2 separate regions of the Cricetulus griseus genome follow, and region 1 is linked to region 2. Evidence: chromatin contacts called from public Hi-C data. All regions are on one chromosome and are shown on one strand. The core of a region is the stretch at or near the end of the contact, and the rest is flanking DNA. Distances in the headings are between cores, read along the strand shown.

Region 1 (2,887 bases), core at 147-2,646, 57 kb after region 2:
AGCTCCAGGGACACTGGAAATGTCCCTGTGTAGGGGGTCCCACAGCATGGGGCCAGCCAGATCCTCTGAGTGAGTGTGGACACCCTCAATGATTTCCCTAAGCTAAACGTGACCCTCTCCTCACCCTTCAGATAAGCTAAGGCTAGACCCAGAGTGCAGGGGTGTCCAGTCAGATGAACAGTTCTACCCAGAGCCCCGGCATCCCCTGGGAATGACTTCTCCACTCTCAAGTGGATATGTAAGAACCTTTTCCTGCCTTGGCCTTGGCTGCAAGTGGAAGAGAGGGCAGGTGCTCTGGCAGCTATCATGGCAGCATGAAGAAATGGGCGTAGATGCAGATGGGTAGAACCAGCGGCCTTGCTCATGTCCAGTTCCCAATCTCCAGCTCACCCAGCTGCTTATTTATTTAGCCATTCAACAAACATTTATTGAACAGACAGTGCATGCCAAGCCTTGTGGTGTGTACCGGGAACACACCAGAAACACAGTTAGCAGGATCCCTGCCATGCATCCTAGGCTGAGGGTCAAACTTTGAATAAGTAGTCTTCTAGGCCGGGGTGGGGGTCCATAAAGAGGGCTACAAGTCCTAAATCAGAAGGTGGGGAGCACCCAGAAAGCCCCACCTCCAATGGGGGAGGGGGCTCTGTTCAGGTTGCTGGAGCAGAGTTGCCTAAGGCAGGACTGGGTGGGATGCAGTTCGCTGAGGACCTGCTTTGGGGAGAATTGGGGGGGGGGGGCACAGGCAGTGCTGACGGGATAGTGCCTCAGCTACAGCCAGGCTTTGGGGACTCCTAGGAGCTCTCTGCCTGTGAGCACGTCCAAGTGTGAACGCCTGCCCCCTGATGTCCTCCCTGCTCCCAGATAAGGAGACTCCTGTTCTCACAGGCATTTCTCCAGCCCAGGGGCCCCACCTAGAGCCCATAGCAACCACCCTAGATGGCAGTGTGGAGGTGGGCCCAGGGACCTAAGAAAGAGTCTGGGGCGGACCTGCCACTCGAGGGTCTCCTGATCAGAGACCCAGCTAGATGCAGAGGAGAGAAAAAAGCATGTCAGTGGAGGAGGAAGTCATGCAAAGGCCCTGGGGCAAGCAGGAGTGGGGTGTGTTGGAAGAACCAAGGCAACCTCAGCTGGACAGAGGGAGCAAGGTGAGGAGGAGACTAGGAAGAGAGTGAAGGGACAGGAAAGCATGATGGGAAGGGGAGGGCAACAAGAGAGGGAAGAGGAGGAGGAGTCTCCCAGTTTATGTTGCAGGATCTGCAGGGTGGAAGATTAATCTTTCCTCTGAGGCAGTAGGAGCCATGGGAGGTTGGGCAGCAGAGGAGGGTCACGATGCAGTTCATGTTTCGTCAGGCTGTCTGGAGCACACAGAGAATGGAAGGAGGGCTGGGGTGGGAGCAAGAGAGCAGCTGGAGGCCAGAGGACTCATGGGTGATTCACTCAGCTGCTCCTGTTGTGGCAGAGGGTGGGGTGGAGACTGGGTGAGTCGGGAGCTCAGCAGAGCTAGAGGCTTTGACGGCTGCCCATGAGCCTGGGGAGCAGCACTCTCCCCACAACCTAGAGAGAGAAAAAAAAAATTTTTTTCAGGCAGTCTCATGTAGCCCAGGCTGGCCTAGGACCTATTATGTAACCAAGGATGACCCTGGAATGCTGCGTCTCTCACCTCCACCTGAGTGCTGGGATTACAGGCGTGCACCGCCACACCTGGTTTACAGGGTGCTGAGGACCAAGCCCAGTGTTCCTTCATGCTAGGCAAGCACTCTACCAACTGAGCCACAACCCCAGAAACTCTTCTCGCTATAAATGGAGGTGGAGACATGGTGGATCAGAAAGGGCCCAAGCCCTCCTCACCCCTGCCGAAGTGGGCCCAGGTCACTTGTAAAGCTCTGGCAATAGTTGGGTGGTAGACAGACAGCTCTAATCCCAGCTACTCAGGAGGCTGAGGCAGGGGGACATTTAACCATAATCTAGGTTACGTGAGACTCTGTCCTTAAAAACAAAATGAGAAAGTAAAGTATAAAAATCAAACGGGGACGGGGGGGGGGGGGGGAGGTAAGGAGGGGAGGAGCCAGCTGCCAGGCATGGTGGTAAACACTGTGATCCCTGTACTCGGGAGGTGGAGGCAGGAGAATTAGGAATTCAAAGTCATTTCCAGATATGTAGTAAGTTCAAGGTCTCCTGGGTAAAACAAAAACCATCAATTGTCACTAGAGAGGAGAGGTGCTCAGCTTTGGGGAGGACGGGGCCTCCCTGATCCGCTGGGCAAGAACTTGGAGCTTCGACTGGAGGAGAGAGCTGGTGCAAGAAGAGCTTGAGAGGGCACAGCCGGTGGGAGCTCCAGCGCTGGGCCACAGGCAGAAGGTTCCCAAAACAACAGTAGGTCAAGCCAGCTGCTGCGGTGCAGATCTCTGTCTGTACTCACTCACCGGCAGGAGGATTGCTGCCATGAGTTCAAGGCCTGCTGGCTAACAAAGCCAACCACAGCAATGTAGAAAGACCTCATGTCAGAAAAGGCAAAAGAAACAATGCAGCAAGTCTCAGAGGACAGGAGGGAAGGCCAGAGCTGGAGGCCGCATGAAAGCCCCCAGGCAGAAGGGAGGGGGTTGGATTTTAGTTTGCTGCCATGGGAAGCCACAGAAGACAGTAACAGGGAACTGTCAAGTATGGTGTGCTAGTTCACTCTGGATTGCTGCGTGAACAGCCCGGGAGGGTTCTAGGACCGGAAGGTATGCCCTGCCCTGATTCACCAGGCTCTAGGAGTCCAAGACCACTCATCCACCCCCACCTGGACCTCCTAGAGAACATTCCAGGCTGTGATTATCTCAGTGCTAAGTGCCTTCCCAGCTCCCCTCTAGAGAGGCCCCCTGGGGAGGCAGCCATAGCCCAGGAG
Region 2 (2,719 bases), core at 177-2,676:
GGGGAGACCTCCAGTCTTGCTGTCCCAGCCAGAGGGGTCCTTGGTGGCGGCCACCTATGCCGCCCACAGCCATAGCTTCTGGCTACAGGCCTGCTCACTCCGTTATGCCATTGCCGTGGCCGTCTCTCACCTCCAGTTCTCAGCGGACTCCTGAACACGGGCCCGACACTTGGCTTCTCCTCCCCACCTCTCTCTGGCCTCAAGGGTGGCCATGTCCCGGTGCTGGGGGTAGAGAATATGAGTCCTGTTGCCCTCAGATCGCATGGGGTGGCCGCTCACTGTGCACTGGCCCTGTACACTGTCACCATCCCTGCAGTACCAGCGTCTTCACTGACTTTTCCTAATTACCCTAGTCCCTTACCTCCCCAGGGCCTCTCCACTGACTATGCACACTGCCTCCTGCTGGGAAACTGCCCACCTGGTGCCCACCCAAGTCGTTTCTGGAGGCCCTTCTTCACCGCCCAGTTTGCCATCCTCTTGTGTGTCCGCCATGGTCCTAGTCTGGGGCCAAAATGTTGTGCCATCCATGTGCGTCCCCTCCCCCACAGTAGCTGCCACCACCCAACAAGTGGAGAGACCTGTATACAGAAGGTGCTCAAACAATGGCTGTACAATAAAGGAAAGAGACTCAAAGAGTACCTCCAGCCCCATGTACCCTGGCTGGCTATGGAACTGGGAACCAGGAGGCTCCCCTCATGTCACGGGGCACCCCTCTGTACCCCACACCTGTTTGGTCCCCAGCCTTGTAAAAACCACTACCCCCACCTTGCCCTGAGGTGACTCAGGGTACCCATGGGTGGGGCCTGAGTGGGCTGGTGATTGATTGAGTGGGATGCCTTCAGCTAGATGCTCCACCTGTCCTCAGGGACTCTCAAGGTCAGGAAGCATCTCCACAGGGGAAACTGAGGCACAATACATGTGGCCACGTGCCCAGTTGTGCAGCATACCCAAGGCAGGTCTGATCTGGGAGCTTGCTGGGTTCAGGCTCCTGGGCACTCCATGCCTCTGTTTCCACCACTGTAAAAGGAACTCATCTGAGGTGAATCCAGGCCTGCCCCACACTCAGCAAAACTTGTCCTTTTTCCATGAGTCTCAGTTTCCCCATCTGTCAAACAAGGACCACATCTGCCGCCTTCTTGCAAGGCTAAGCTGCCGGTACCCAGCTCTGGAGGGAGACCAGGGCCTCATGCACAGCTCAGCTGTGGTCGCAGAGGGCAGCTCTGGGCACCCACAACCTCTGCAGAGACACTAAGGCGAAGGTCAAGGGGTCCTGGGTTGCCCTGGCCAGGTGGGACGTGAGGGCTGCGGGAGGACACCAGTGGCCAGGATGGGAGCTGCAGCAGGCTGGGGTGACTCACCCTCTGGCCAGGCTGGAGGCTGGCCACAGCCCCCACGCACCCCTCTGGGCTCTGCCTTGCACCCAAAAATGCTGTGTCATGCTCTGTCATGTGGCTCGGGTCATTAATACCCGAGTTCTGGGAAGCTTGGGCTGTGTTCCCGGAAGGGGTCAGCCGGTTCAGTAAACAGATTGGCTGTCTCCTCGTCACAGCCTAAAGCTCGGGAGGCGGGAAGTGGGAGCTGTCAGCCAAGGGGACAGAGCAACAGCCCCTGGCCCTGTTTGAAGTTGGCACCTCCCGGGCAGCCTGGTTCAGGCTTGAGAGATGAGGAGGGAAACCAAGGCTCAGAGAAGACAAGGCATTAGCCAGAGGTGGCACAGAGGATCCAGGGTTCAGATCTGGTCTCGCCATCCAGAGTTCAGTCTCCACACTGCCTTCCCCACTCTCACCCCCACTCCTAAGCTACCCCCTCAGGGTAATTTGTTGAAGTCAGGAAAACTGGCTGGAAGGCAGTTTAGGAAGGAAGTCGGATTAAGGACAGTTGGGCTGGGTCCAGTGGTGTTACCATGGTAACGGCAGCCTGAGCACCCACTGTGAGCTCTGTGAACGTGTCTTTGATGTACAGCCACCTTTAGATGCCCCCGCCCTTTTAAGAGACCTACTAAGTGCCCAGCCCTGAGCATGTGATTAAAAGCCCCGCTTGAGGTTAGCGACCCAGCAGATGGGCACCATCTTTGACCCCATTATCCGATGACAATCTAAAGAACAGAAACAGTTGTGCTATTCAGGGACAAAGCAGGCTCCAGAGCTGACGCATCTGGACAAAGCTTCGCTCCCTGTGCCTGCTGTGTGATCCCATAGCCGTGACCCCATCTCCCATGGCCTCAGTTTACCATCCAATAAAACAGAATGGGTATAGCACTCATATATATCATAGGGACCCAGGCTAGGTGGGGTTAGAGCTGGATTTTAGAGTTCAAATCCTCCTGTGTGATTCCTGGCTGTGTGACCCTGGGCGTAGTAGTTTGATGTCTCTGGTCTCTGCACCCCTGTTGTTCAACAGACAAGAAGGGGGAATAAGCCTTCTTTGCGGGACCAGGTCTTCTGGAGGCCCTGCACTCATATCTGACCTAAGATGGACCTGCTGCGTTGGGGGTCGAAGAGCCCACAATGAACCACAACGAGAAGCTTGGTCGCCATGCCTGCTTCTCCAGGCTGCAGTGTGCAGCCAGCCGCCAGGCACTGCGGCAGCATCCTCCTGCCCACCCACCATGGTGGACACCACGTCCCTTCTCTGCTCAGACACTTGCAGTCACTCACTGCCATCCACATGTGCAGCTCCACAGCCTGGCTGGGCTCACACGGGTCTTGTCTTTGGTCTC

What was found. A called contact is a pair of places that touch in the nucleus more often than the background predicts.
Region 1: a contact with region 2 is called in a Hi-C map of fibroblasts, with 6 times the contacts expected there. The contact joins two enhancer-like sites. A contact is called at or near these places in 5 of 8 Hi-C or Micro-C datasets (the CHL-YN cell line, the CHO-K1 cell line, the CHO-S cell line and 1 more).

Annotation. Positions count from the first base shown.
Region 1 is chr6:11,699,880-11,702,766 of CriGri-PICRH-1.0, forward strand. No RefSeq gene overlaps it. Among named protein-coding and RNA genes, the nearest start is that of Ube2v1, 80 kb to the right of the region's middle. Within about 2 kb of position 1,397, at least 2 of the 6 cell types and tissues checked have open chromatin away from gene starts, as enhancers often do. A contact at or near this core is called in the CHO-K1 cell line and fibroblasts, where this site is marked.
Region 2 is chr6:11,642,610-11,645,328 of CriGri-PICRH-1.0, forward strand. No RefSeq gene overlaps it. Among named protein-coding and RNA genes, the nearest start is that of Ube2v1, 140 kb to the right of the region's middle. Within about 2 kb of position 1,427, at least 4 of the 6 cell types and tissues checked have open chromatin away from gene starts, as enhancers often do. A contact at or near this core is called in the CHO-K1 cell line and fibroblasts, where this site is marked.